Regions from separate parts of the Drosophila melanogaster genome. Here region 1 is linked to region 2. Evidence: chromatin contacts called from public targeted proximity ligation data. All regions are on one chromosome and are shown on one strand. The core of a region is the stretch at or near the end of the contact, and the rest is flanking DNA. Distances in the headings are between cores, read along the strand shown. Region 1 holds the start of Mrtf (Myocardin-related transcription factor). Region 2 holds the start of MEP-1 (MEP-1,).

The links.
Region 1: a contact with region 2 is called in a targeted proximity ligation map of the Kc167 cell line, with 7 times the contacts expected there. A contact is called at or near these places in 39 of 107 Hi-C or Micro-C datasets (the D17-c3 cell line, the Kc167 cell line, the ML-DmBG3-c2 cell line and 17 more) and 4 of 7 datasets of targeted methods (the Kc167 cell line and the S2 cell line).

The regions. Positions count from the first base shown.
Region 1 is chr3L:2,764,609-2,771,228 of dm6, reverse strand. It overlaps Mrtf (Myocardin-related transcription factor), which reads left to right and starts at 4,693. Exons shown (of 5, transcript NM_001259651.3): 1 at 4,693-4,971. It overlaps Non2 (Novel nucleolar protein 2), which reads right to left and starts at 4,230. Exons shown (of 2, transcript NM_139488.4): 1 at 4,087-4,230; 2 at 2,837-4,012. The coding sequence starts at 3,961. The coding sequence ends at 3,227. It overlaps AhcyL1 (Adenosylhomocysteinase like 1), which reads left to right. Exons shown (of 3, transcript NM_139489.2): 2 at 738-1,187; 3 at 1,252-2,763. The coding sequence ends at 1,845.
Region 2 is chr3L:2,630,348-2,636,879 of dm6, reverse strand. It overlaps MEP-1 (MEP-1,), which reads right to left and starts at 5,165. Exons shown (of 9, transcript NM_167959.2): 1 at 4,964-5,165; 2 at 4,759-4,903; 3 at 3,071-3,342. CG42245 reads right to left here and starts at 5,165. Exons shown (of 9, transcript NM_001144404.2): 1 at 4,964-5,165; 2 at 4,759-4,903; 3 at 3,071-3,342. The coding sequence starts at 5,068. The coding sequence ends at 3,137. It overlaps lncRNA:CR45660 (long non-coding RNA:CR45660), which reads left to right and starts at 6,187. Exons shown (of 1, transcript NR_124764.1): 1 at 6,187-6,532.

The DNA of each region.
Region 1 (6,620 bases), core at 3,444-5,943, 130 kb before region 2:
TTCATAGGCTGCTTAATGCATTTAATGGAATCTCTTAAGAGATATCTTAACTCATTTTCCTATATTTATTTAAATTCATATGCATATGCGTGCTCGGTCACTTGATCTGCTCGGTCGCTTGGAGACAATTGTTGTCACGCCAGGCGACGCAAACAAATGATCAATCAAGCCATGTTAATCAATTAAGCGCCCGCGGCTCAAGTGTTTGGCAATCGCTGAGTAATTGATGTGCCCTGAATTGGGTCGCCATACCATTGGGAGTGGAAGTTACGGACGCAGTTTTAGTTCCAGCATTGGATCGGCTGCGGTTACTCGATCTGTTTGCCTATTCCTGCGGCGTGGCTGATGCAATTATCACGAGTCTGCTGACGCTAAACAATTTATGGCTTCTCTAATGAAGCGATGCGAGTGCGAGGGCGAGCGCCCTTCCCCGATCATTTATGCACCCATCCGTGCCAGCTTTTATCGCCCACGGCCCCCGACAGCCTGTCACGCTGATTCACCTGTATCGGCTGGGACTTATCAGCCAAGCTACGAGTGCCGTGCTTAGCGAGAATGGAGCCCGATGCGTTATCAGCTCGATATAAGTCAGATATTAGCAAATGTTTACGCCGCATTAGGGTGACTCGATTTATCAGGCCAACTCTCGAGGGTTTTACCTGTTTGACAATCATTTTATTAGCCTTCAAGGACTGTCATTATTAAAACAACTCAATATCGTTGCTTATTATTTTTAGAACGAAGTGGCTGCTGCTTTGGCCGAATCCGGAATCCCGATCTTTGCCTGGCGCGGCGAGACGGAAGAGGACTTCTGGTGGTGCATAGATCGCTGCGTTAACGCCGAGAACTGGCAGCCAAACATGATCCTGGACGATGGCGGCGATGCCACGCACTTGATGCTAAAAAAGTACCCGACCATGTTCAAGTTGGTCAAGGGAATCGTCGAGGAGAGCGTCACCGGAGTGCACCGTCTCTATCAGCTCTCTAAGGCCGGCAAGCTGACAGTGCCGGCGATGAATGTCAACGATTCGGTGACAAAGACCAAATTTGACAACCTCTACAGCTGCAAGGAATCCATCCTGGACAGCCTCAAGCGCTCCACGGACGTGATGTTCGGTGGCAAGCAGGTCGTGGTCTGTGGCTACGGCGATGTGGGCAAGGGATGTGCTCAGGCTCTAAAGGGGCAGGTAAATGGCACCCACAACCATTAGTATGATATACCTTTGTCACCTTTTCAATCTCCAATCGTAGGGCTGCATTGTGTACATCACAGAGATCGATCCCATTTGCGCCCTGCAGGCCAGTATGGATGGCTTCCGTGTGGTCAAGCTGAACGAGGTGATCCGCAACGTAGACATTGTGGTGACGGCGACCGGCAACAAGAACGTGGTGGTGCGCGAGCACATGGACAAGATGAAGAGTGGCTGCATCGTATGCAACATGGGCCACTCGAACACGGAAATCGATGTGAATGGCCTGCGCACACCGGACTTGACCTGGGAGAAGGTGCGCTCCCAGGTGGATCACATTATCTGGCCGGAGGGCAAGTACATCATTCTTCTGGCCGAGGGCAGGCTGGTCAATCTGAGCTGCTCCAGCATCCCCTCGTTCGCCGTGTCTATCACCTCGGCCACCCAGGCCCTGGCCCTGATCGAGCTTTTCAATGCCCCGCCCGGACGCTACAAGTCGGATGTCTACTTGCTGCCCAAGAAGATGGACGAGTATGTTGCCAGCCTGCACCTGCCCACCTTCGATGCCCATTTGACGGAGCTGAGCGACGAGCAGGCCAAGTACATGGGACTGAACAAGGCCGGTCCTTTCAAGCCCAACTACTACCGCTACTAGGACGCAAGGCGGGCGGATGCGGACAATAACACCAGCAATTAGAAGAAACAACAACGCCAACGAAAGTATTGTCTTTGCGAAGAAGTAAAACTATTTAAAACAATTGTTGACACACACACACACGGAAAACACAAAAGGATACGGAAAGGAGAACACAAAGTTACTATTACCATTGTATTGCTTAGTTTAGCTCGAGCGGAATTCTTGGTTGCTTTTCGTTAGCATTTAAAGTCTTCGACATAGTATTTAGCACTCGCTTTAGCCGCAGGAGTATTCTCTCCGTTCACCTATCCAACATGACTCTCTAATCCCCAAAACTAATCTTGCCCCAAGAATTTATCCCCATCAACATTTTTTGTAGCCAGTTACTTGAATTTATTTTAAATACTTCGAACGCCTGTCAATCAGACTGCAGTAGCTCAAAAGACGCGATTAGTTCTCTAAATGTATACTTCTAATTCGGAATTGATAATATATTTAATGGGAATTGACTTGTATAATGGTTTCTAGCATATTTGCATTACATTTCTATAACTTTTTCGCGTGAAATCCATGTACATTTTAATGTTAACGACTTTCCTGACTAATCCCTTTTTTGAGCTACGACAGCTGGGCAATAAGTGATCGATTTAACCTCTCGTATTGTTTACGTACTTAATTTGTTAATGTTTATGGCCCCCGCTTATGATTATGATTATACTTTTGTACTTTCGTTTCGTCCCGAGAGCGTTAATGGAACAGCAGTGCAAGGTATTCCATTTATTCAATTATATACACGCTGGCATATATATCAGATCGAGAATTATATATATATATACACTGCATATACACCTAATATGTATATTAGAAAAAGTGAAAAATGTTTGTAAGAAATTTGTGAGAAACGCAAAACAATAAAAAAGGGATTCTTTATTGAGCAATTAGATCTGTTCCACTGATTGATTTCTCCCCCAGCAGCCCCGTCGAAATGAAAACCAGGAAAAGTTGCTTTCGTATTTTTCAGATGCATCACTCGTCTATTTCTCTTTTTATTACTCGGTACTTGCCTTAAACTTGTTATGTTTTTCTTTGATATTTTATAAAATGTAAACTACACGAGTTTGTCATAAAAAAAATCATACACATTATGTATTATAATCGATTTTTTTTTTGTAATTTTCCGTTCATCTGAACTATTCCTAAAATGCCGTAAAGTGCATAATGTGCAAACCCGTCCTAATTAGGGTAATGCTAAACACATGCGTCAACTAAATCTTAATCAAAGGTTGTGGAACAAACAAATCCAGGCGGAGCCGAAAGTTACAGGGGATTGGTAAACCAGGCTGGCGGAGAGGCATACACATATATTTGCATCTGGAGAGGATCGGAGGGCGGATCTGATCTAATCGAGAAAGTGCGGCTTGAGATGCTTCAGCATGCCAAAGGTGCGGAAGCGGCGGATCTTCATCACCTTCATCAGCTCGTCGTCGCAAATGGCGAACTGCTTGTTCTTGGGGTCGTACAAATCGCGCTCCTTGATGATGGCCCACACCTTCTTCACGACTTCGTGGCGCGGCAGGGAGGACTCTCCCATGAGGGCGCTCAGTTCCGGTGATAGATTGTATGCGCGTGTGAAGCCGGTGCTCTTACGTCCCGATCCTGTTCCCCCGGCCGCCTTGGCCTTCTTCTTGGCCGCCGGCTTCTTGACCACCTCGTAGTCCGAGTCCGAGCCGGCATCGCTCTCGGTGCCGGAATCGTCGGCATTTAGGGTCTTGCGCTTCTTCTTGGGCGCCTTGTGCTTCGTGGGCTGTGGCCTCTTCTTGGGGCTCTGCTTCTTCTTCTTGGCGGCCTCCTCCTCGCTGCTGCTGGGGTCCTCCTCCTCGCTGGGCTCGCTCTCATCGTCGGGATCGGCATCGGGATCCTTGCCCTCGTCATCGTCTTCGTCCTCCTCGTCCTGCTGCTCGTTGATCACCTCCATCACGATCTTGTCGAACTCCTTCTTGCGGCTCAGCAACGAGCAGTTCAGCTTTCCCTCCACCTGCTCGCGCACCCTCTTTGCCGAAATGGTCGCCAAATCGGCGTCCTTCAGAACCGCCTGAATTTCACGACGCAGGTCCTCGCTGGAGATGTCCGACATCTTGGTTCGTGGTGTTCCTCGTTTTCCTGCGCTACACGTAGGGGTTTCAGCCTGCGGGTCACATTGTGGGCATTTTCAGTTATTCCATTGTACGCACAACCTAATCCCAGTCATTTTCAACTTACCGGAGATCCGTTTTCGGTGGTATATTCACGTTTTTCCGGATTCTTTGCGGCGCTTAAAAAGACAAATCTTTTTCGTTTTTTCTTTACACCAAGTCCCGGCGTCTCTATAGGGTTGCTACTTGATGAGAGCTCCTATCGGTTTCGATTAATGCGGCAGTGCTGTCGAATCTAGCTAGATGACAGGTATGTGGAAGTTTACTTTACAACTGATTTCGACAACATTAAGGAATATGTATTTATTTTTTGTTTTTAAAAATTGCGATGCGTGTGTTAGATCCATTGCACTTCTTAATAATGAGGTTTTTTAAAAGAATACTGATTTATAAAGGCAATAAACGGTGTGGTTCGGTTTGGCAATGTCCAAAAATCTGTCTCACCGCCAAAGTCTTTAAATTATTCATCTAAAATTGATTAATGGATATGGTTTTACTTTTTCATATGCAGTTTAATATATGTTTATGGTTTTAATTTGCCTAACTTTGTACCTACTCTTGTATTTGCTTAAAGTGCTATCGATTGTCAATCGTCATTGATTCAAAATTGCATTGAATCTGGTCACCCCAAATCAGTACTAAGCTGTTGGCTTATCGATAGTTTCAGTTAAACATCGATTCTTGTACCAGCTCTAAAAACGTCGCGTATTTGTTAAAAACTTTGTTAAAATAATATTTAACAACCGACTTAAGTTCGCCCCGCGCCGACAACGCCTCTCCGATGTACAATAAGTTCTTGGCTTTAACGTTGGCCGTCTACGTGTCGCGATATTCGCTGCGATTTCAGCAGCTGCAGCAACAATAACAATATATATAAAAGATACCAGCAACAACTACAACACACACACACACACACACAACCACGGCAACAACAACAGCAACGTGCGCTGAGGTAATTTTGCTATTTTTTCTGCTTCTTTTTTGTTTATTTATATAAATGAGCGTGTGTGCGAGTTTAGTGCGTGTGATGTGCGTGAGATTCCCGTCCAAATTTGATTTTTGCTGCAATTCTCATGTAGGCCCCCTTTATTTAATTGCATTTATGTATATCTATCTGGTGCTTTTAATTCGCTTTTAGCCAGAGATTCGCAAGTTTTCCCATCTCTCAATGGCTCCTCTTCGTCGGTTTTCGCTACTCCGCTTTGTGCCGCTGCTTCGCGTCTTTGTTTTGCCGGCGTTTCGACGGCTTTTGTTGTCTTCTTTTGCTCGAGACTGCGACGCCCTTTTTCCAATTGGAATATTCGCTCTCCTTAACTTACGTTTTATGATTGGAAATAAATATTGAACTAAATAAAGAAATCTGTAGCGTACAGTATAACATATAACGCGAAATTTAAAAATTTTTTATACAGTGGTCTCTCGCATGAATGCAGTGAATTTTATAGGTGGGCTGACTGTACTGTGCCTCACAAATTTATTATTGTTTTTTATTATTTCTATTTCTACTGAGTCAGTTTCGTGGGCAAAAGGCATTAGATCCAGTAATTCTGTAAATGAATTACCCGGCAACGATAAAAGTGTTTGGTGAGATATGCACATACATACGTACATCAATACATACATATTAGTATGTAACTATAAAACTGATAAAAATACACAACTCAAGATAAGAGATTAGAGTGCATGTAACTTAATTCATTCTTTGTATAATTCAGCATCCAAAATGCAATGACCCGAGGGATATCTCTGAACATTATCAGTAGAGAGAAAATACTCAAACAATTTTAAATAACTTACATATTTAATACGGTATCTTTACACATATTTATGAGTGTTTTGTAACATTATTATTGGCCGATTTAAATATTTATTTATTGCAGCGGGTGTGCTTCGTGGTGTCAGGCATCCATTTATTATTTTTTGTTTGTTTCTTTTTTATTTATTTTATCTCGTTGTCACCGCACAGTGTCTGTCAAAAGTTTGTACCCGCTACCTGTTGCTATGTGCCGGCTACGAAAGTGATCGCTCATTTTTCGCAGGCAGTGTGGAAAACAGATTTGAGATTTCAGTGTTTTTTCAGACCAATTATATGTTCTTGGCATAGTTTTTGTTTTTCTTTTTACCGATCTAACATTTCTCATTTAAGTAATCACATAAATTATCGCAGATTTTGAAATCAGGCGACGAAATAGGCAGTTTAAAAAGTATTTTTTCATTTTAATAGATCCCTTAGGAAAAATATATTTAATTATCACTTGAGAAATATGATGTTATTATTTGTATATAACATTACTAAATAAAATAAATTGCAGTTAAGAATGGTTTTCATTAATAATTATAATCTAAATATTTGGTAAAAACGAAAAAAAAAGTAAAGGAAATAATGGAAATCTCTTGAAGTTTCCCGCTGTTTCGAATCATTTTTGTTTATAGCTGCTTTAAAACTAAATGCTCGCTGTGCCGTTTCGTCATTATGAAACGACGTCAAAGTAAAAGCAGCAAAACTTTCGCATGGTGAAAAATGTTTTCCAAATTCCCGCCGCTGCTCCTGCCCCGGAAAAAAAGGGAGAAAGACTTTTTTCGCCCACGCCGAAAATTCTG
Region 2 (6,532 bases), core at 3,916-6,415:
AAAGAGCTAAAACTGCAGAAAGAGGACGGCGAAGGGGCGAGGCGAGGCGAAAAATTAACAATCACCGAAAAATATTTGAAAATCTAGGTGAATTAAGAAGGTGAACTCAAGAAAAGGCGGACCAAAAACAGGGCAGCAGCGGTAGGGCAAGGGGAGCGGGGGAAGTTGAAAGAATGGTTTGATACAAAATGGCTGCCATATTGGATTAAAACTAAAATACAATTTAATATGTAATGTAAGTATGTAAATGGCTTTACACTGCAAGAAAAAAGAGAATGCAGAAACGGGGGGGGGAGTTATGGTTTGGCGATATATGCAATTTATATACTTTGGTATTAACACACTTGCCTATAAATATATATTAAACATATATTTATATATGTTTATGTGAAATGTTTGTATGTACAAACGAACAGTTACCGAGCAGAGCCAACAAAACGATTGACATACATACAGACACAAACGCACACACACCGCCTGCACACACAAATATACAATCTATATATACGGCACATATATATTTGTACGCTTGTAAGCACAGGGGGAGGGACGCAGGGCGGGGGGCGGCACGGATGACGACGTTTGGCTTTAGCTTTATTTTTTGTAGTTGTTTTTGTTGCTCGGCTGGCGGCGTGGTGGAGTATACTACCGCTGTTGTTGCTGGTGTTGTTGTTGTACTTTTTGGTACAGGAGCGTGTTTTTGCGCTAGTGTTTGTCCCTGTGTGCGTGTGTGTGCCGCGCTTGCTTGCGTATGTGTGTGTGTTTTTTCTGCTGCTATGTTGGATCTCACCTTACTTTTCAATATTCTAGGTTTCTTTCAAACTAAAGACGATTTTCAGCGGCATTTAGCATTGTTTTTGTTACTTGGCGGCACTTACATTCACATTTTCCCCTCACAATCGGCAGGTTGTTGTTTTGTTTCGCCTCCCTTTTGGTCCCTTGATCACAATAAACAAAAAACAGAGCTGCCAATAAATGAAAGATCGTTTTCTTTACGAAATAACCAGGGAAAATCCGAAAATTTTGCGTGGGGTTTTTTTAATTGGAGAAAAAAAACTGAGCAGAAAGAACGCCGAAGGCGGAGACACAAGAGACGAGGAACGAACAAGCAGGCAAGGCAAACTGGAAATGTGTGAGGCGGAAAAAGCAAAAACAGAGTTGCAACGAACAGCAGGGCGCGCGCAGGGTTGCACGGCTTATCGGTTATCGATTACCGGCCATCGATAGTGAGCCACCCAAAGGTGCCAATTGCTGATTTCGCAATTAATTTTTAATTTAATTCATATTTTCGCTCATTTTCCTTCTCTAGTAACGGTAATAGCTTTTACATTGCCGGCTATGGAGAGGGCTCTCTTTCACTTGAACGCCTCTCAAAAATAGCGAATAAGCGTGTGAAGCGCATGGCCCGCACACATGGGCCTTTGTGCATGTGTGTGTGTGTGCATGAATGGAATGGCGTGGAATGGGAGGGAAAACAAATTTGACAATTGTACGCGCGCCACGAACGAAATGAACAAAACAAAACTGAAACGGCATTGCTTGTCGCCGGTTTTACTTTGATGGATTTATGCGAATCGGCATGTGCGGAAATTCAAACAGAGCGCGCGAAAAAGTCTAGATGGCTTTAAATATCGCAGATAAATATGGCAAATTGCAACTCCCCCGCCGCCGCACCCCTCTCACCAACACACTCACTCATACTAGCACACACACTAGCGTCTTAAACTGTATACTCATCACGATACTTTTGCTGATGCTTCTTCTTTCTCCTCCAACTTATTTCAGATTACGCTGTCCCTCTCTTTCGCACCCACGGCCCCGGGGTATATACAATCGTACATATCTATCTATATGTATACATACAACTAAATATGTATGTCCGTATGTAAGTCGCCCTATGCATGTGTGCGTGTGTGTGTGACTGTGCGATTTGGTCTATATGCAAGTACAAAATTTGAAAGTAACCCGCTTCTGGCGCATTTTCCATCCCCGTCCCCTGACCTCTGCCCACCCCCTCCCCCATGATCGACAACTTGGTAGAGGTCGAAGGGCATCCGGAGCAAGGAGCAAGCCACCTAACCAATCGCCATCATCATTAAAGACCCCGAACTCAAACCCAAACCCCAACTTTATGTTATACATACACGTGACCCTTTTCGATATCGAGTAAATTAGCCAATTCATATTTTCCAGTGCAAATTTACAAAGTTAAGCGGAAATTACTGTGGCAGTTGGGTCTTAATATCTTAGAGGTGAAGTCAATTGAATCGAAAGTAAAGATACAAGATACTAATTTAAGAGATTGATCGCATGTATCAAAAAGGACTTTACCACATTTCTTCTAATCAAGTGATTAAATTATAAGATATTAGGTATCAGAGTTTAGATAATCCTGTTGTCCGAGGACTTTCTCTAGCAGATTTCGGACTTTGATCAAGATTTAAGATCAATCTGTATTGGGATTGAATATCAAACCCAACTAAGAACTCACAATTGAAATGGAAAAATGTAACATTAGATACATTAAAAAAAAGAAGAAAATAACATAAAATTTCACCACAAATATTCGGTTTTGAGTCACTAATATTTTTCCAAGTAGTATGATTCACGTAAAGTACATTACGTGATAATAATAAATATAATTAGTATGCTAATAATTTACTTAAAACGTGTAACACTTATTTAAAAAACATAAATTTGGAAAAGCTTTAGGAAAAAATCATGTTGTAGGAATCTAAGGGATCTTTAAAGAATTCTATAATTATTTTTACGATCGACGTGTCAAAACCATGATCTAATCTCAATGATTCATTTCTAAATAACAATAAATCAGCAATACATGCATATGTTTAATGCAAAAACTCAAATATATACTATATCATATCAACTTGAGTATACAGTTTAGTTCTTTGGTGAAAAATCTACAATCTATGATGACAGCGTCATTGCGAGTTGGATTTTAACACATACATATGGAAACCCCATTATTAAACTCATAAATTCACATGGCAACAAAGAAATACAAAGCATAGTTAACAATCATTTGCTGTTTTTGACCTGAATTTCTCACCTTAATCATTCGCTGCAGGTTAACTTGGTTGGTTCAACTTATAGCCAGATAACTAAGGTGTGATCTTCAATCCTCGGCAGTCTCGTCCTCCTCGTCCTCGTTGAAGGACAGCTTACTACTGGCGGCCTTGGACTTCTTGCTCTTGGATGTGCTGGATTTTTCGGACTTCTTGTTGGTTTCAGATTGGGACTCTTTTTTCTCGATGTTGGGCTGCTTGACACAGTGTTTGAAGACTATTGGCTGCGTCAGATCCGCTCGCTTTTCGGCTAATTCTGGAAGATTGAAAATGGGAGTTAGTTATGGGTCAGCAATCATCTGTACTTATTATGATCGTAGTAAAGCGTGTAAGTAAACACCTATTTACAAGTTAAATGGAGTATTTAAGTTATATAAACTATCTTAGAATGAAAAATATTTTGGGGAAAGTAGTATGCACAAATTTAGGGAGAAAAATGCCAATACATATATCAAAGCTGATATAAATAAAATAAATTTAAAAATTGCATTAACTAAAAGGAATACAAGAAAGTTTTTGAAAATTGATCTGCTTATAAAATTGCCAGGAAGGTGACTAATATGCCAGCAATTCATTATTGGATTGGAAAATGTATCTGGGTTTTAAAAACTGCAGCATGACAAATGGGGAGGAGGGAGGTGTAAATCAGAACAAGCCACCCACCGACCCCCCCCTTTTCCAAGCAGCACCCACAAGATGTTTTTCTCGGCCCTGGGAAGCCCCTTCTCGCCCGACGCTCCCGCTTCACTCCCCCTCCCGCTCCACCCACTGATTCGCAACCCGCCCCCGCTGTTCCGCCAGCCCCTTCTTCAACGCCTACCCCCTCCCCGCAGCGCCTTTGCCACCGCCACCACGTCGTCAAGCCACTTTGGCCCGCTCTTTTCCTCTTTGCTCGCCTGCTTCGTTCATCATTGTCTCTCCGCTTTGCCCGCCTCCTTCATCCGTTCGTTCTTGCACACGTTGTTTTCACCCGATTTTCTGCGCTCTTCCAAGTGGGGCTGAAAGGGGCAGGGGGGCGAGCGGAAGAGGCGGACAAAGCGAGCGGCGGCAGCTGCTGTTGTTAACTTCTTTGCCGGCTGCTTTATCGCCGCGCCCGCTTTGCCAACGATTTTCATCACATGCTCTGCTTTGGCGGAGCCCCCAATGAAAATGTCAGTGTGTATGCCTCGTCGGCTAGCTGCTGCGGGTGTGTGTGTCTGTGTGAGGGGTGCTCCGCTGGGCAAAAAAGGGAATCTTTAGGACGGAAATGACCAAGATTGCCATGGCAACATAGGGCTTTAAAAAGATTGAAAAACCGAAGGTGCTTTTCGAAAAAAAAAACACATACTTCTTGCAACAAACTGCTGTTTTCGCACTACCGTTAGATTTTCATTTGGCAAAAATGCACAAGCACACGCGCGCACTCATACATAAGCAACGGTATATACGCAGTTATGTATATATACATATATGATTTAGATATATGTAACGCCGGGCAGAAGAAGACAACCGCTCGATTCTGACTGAAAAGTTAAACTGAAAGACAAACTACAACATCCTACCTACGCACACACGTGCAACTGCCGCCGCCGCCACCGTGGGCTATATGCATGTGTGTGTGCGTGTGCGAGCGTGTAAGTATGTATGTACTACAGCGATATGTATGTATGTATGCTTGTACATATGTACCGACCTTTGGAGGCCAACAGTTTCTCCGTTTTGGCCTCTTCGGCGGATAGATCTCCCGGCCTAAGGACGACCACCTGCGGCTGTTCGTCCTCCCGTGAATCTTCCTCAGAATCGTAGTCCTCCTGGTCCTGCGGATCCAATCGCTGACGCTAACCAATGGTTATATATCCGCATTAGAATGCTGCAGAGGCCTTCCCCGTAGAACTCACCTTGGTCTCTACGGTGGGTCCCTCCTTGTAGCCAATTTCAGCCTTCAACTTGGCCAGAAAACTAGGTTCTTGCGGCTTTACGTACGTTATGTTGCGCTTGGACATATCAGATATGGCGGCTATATCATTGCACTTCTTGACCGATTTAGCAGCGGTTTTTGCACTTTTTATTTACCACAAATGTCGATAAGAAAAACATATGCTTATCGAGCAGTGTGGGAAAGCGCGCGTTGACAATACTAAATCGATTTCAACTGCTATACTTTAAAGTAACGTAAGACAATTGTAAATCCAGTTTTAATAGTTATAATGTTAAAGTTTAAGCTTGCTCTTTTAATATTATTAGTCCCAATTTTTGAGTCCTTGATATTTATCGATAGCACCGATAAGTAACAGCTGTACTGCCGTGTGCATAGTGCTGCCTGAAAACCAATTGTAGATGGGCAGCACTGTTAGGCAAAAGCGGTTACTTTTTGAAAATGCTTACTGTTGATAAAGAGTTAATATTTCTTAAAAATTTCTATAAATATATAATATTTATCCTATTATTTTTGATGCATTTCTTTAAGTATCTTAAGTTCCCATTTCCAACTGGCATTTCCGCTGAGAAAACCGATTGCCCCGAGACGTGCCATCAATTTGCGAATCCTCGCTGCCAATCAAAAAATGGGCGCATAAAACTGTCGCATAACTTGCAAATTTTCCGCTTCACCTGGAATTCCGTGCTCCAAAACAGAAATTTGATCGCTTCTGACAGCAAAACAATACACAGCGGCATTCATCAACGTCAGTGGCTTCCATTTGCAATGTCGTATGCACAGACTCCTCCTCGATTGAAGCCCCCTATTCGTTCCTGGGAACATAATAAATCATCTGCAAATTGATTTCAAAACTTCGACAGCTAACCAAAAAAGAGCTGCCGAAAAAAAAAGGCAAATGAAAACTGCAGCAAAGCGGAGAAATTTTATGAGCTGCAGCATATGTTGGCAAAAACACAAATAGGATGCACTGAGAAAACAGCGTTTCATATATTTAGTTTAGTTATAAATAAAATACGTGAGAGGAGCTAAACAAAAGTTTTTTTTTTTTGGTTTTTTTTTTGCATAAACCCAAACAAATATCTGTAGACTGACAGATAGAGAAGAATTAAATTAGTGTCATATCCAGTGAAAAATATGACAATAAAACATAAATTTATATTTCAAATATATTCCTTTTGTTTTTCCGTGAACGAATTCCCCATGAAAAACTCCGATTTCTGCATTCTGGCACGCGGCAGCAGCTTTTCCCCCGAAGGATTTTCGTCGGTCCCCGAACTAATATCAAATTGATAGCTTTTAAATTTGATTTCGCGTCTTATCACCGACCGCTTAAGCGAACAGTTTCGGAGCTGCAGCCCCCAATCGCTACGCAATCCACAGCGATGGTTGGAAAAACAAATGGAGTGTGGCCGGGTGGAGGGAGCACCCCCTCATGCATTAAAAATGAGGATGGCAGGGCATTTGATGCTGTGCAAGTGCAACGTGGCGTATGCTTGTTGTGTTTTGTTTTGCTCGCTTTGCGTCCGCA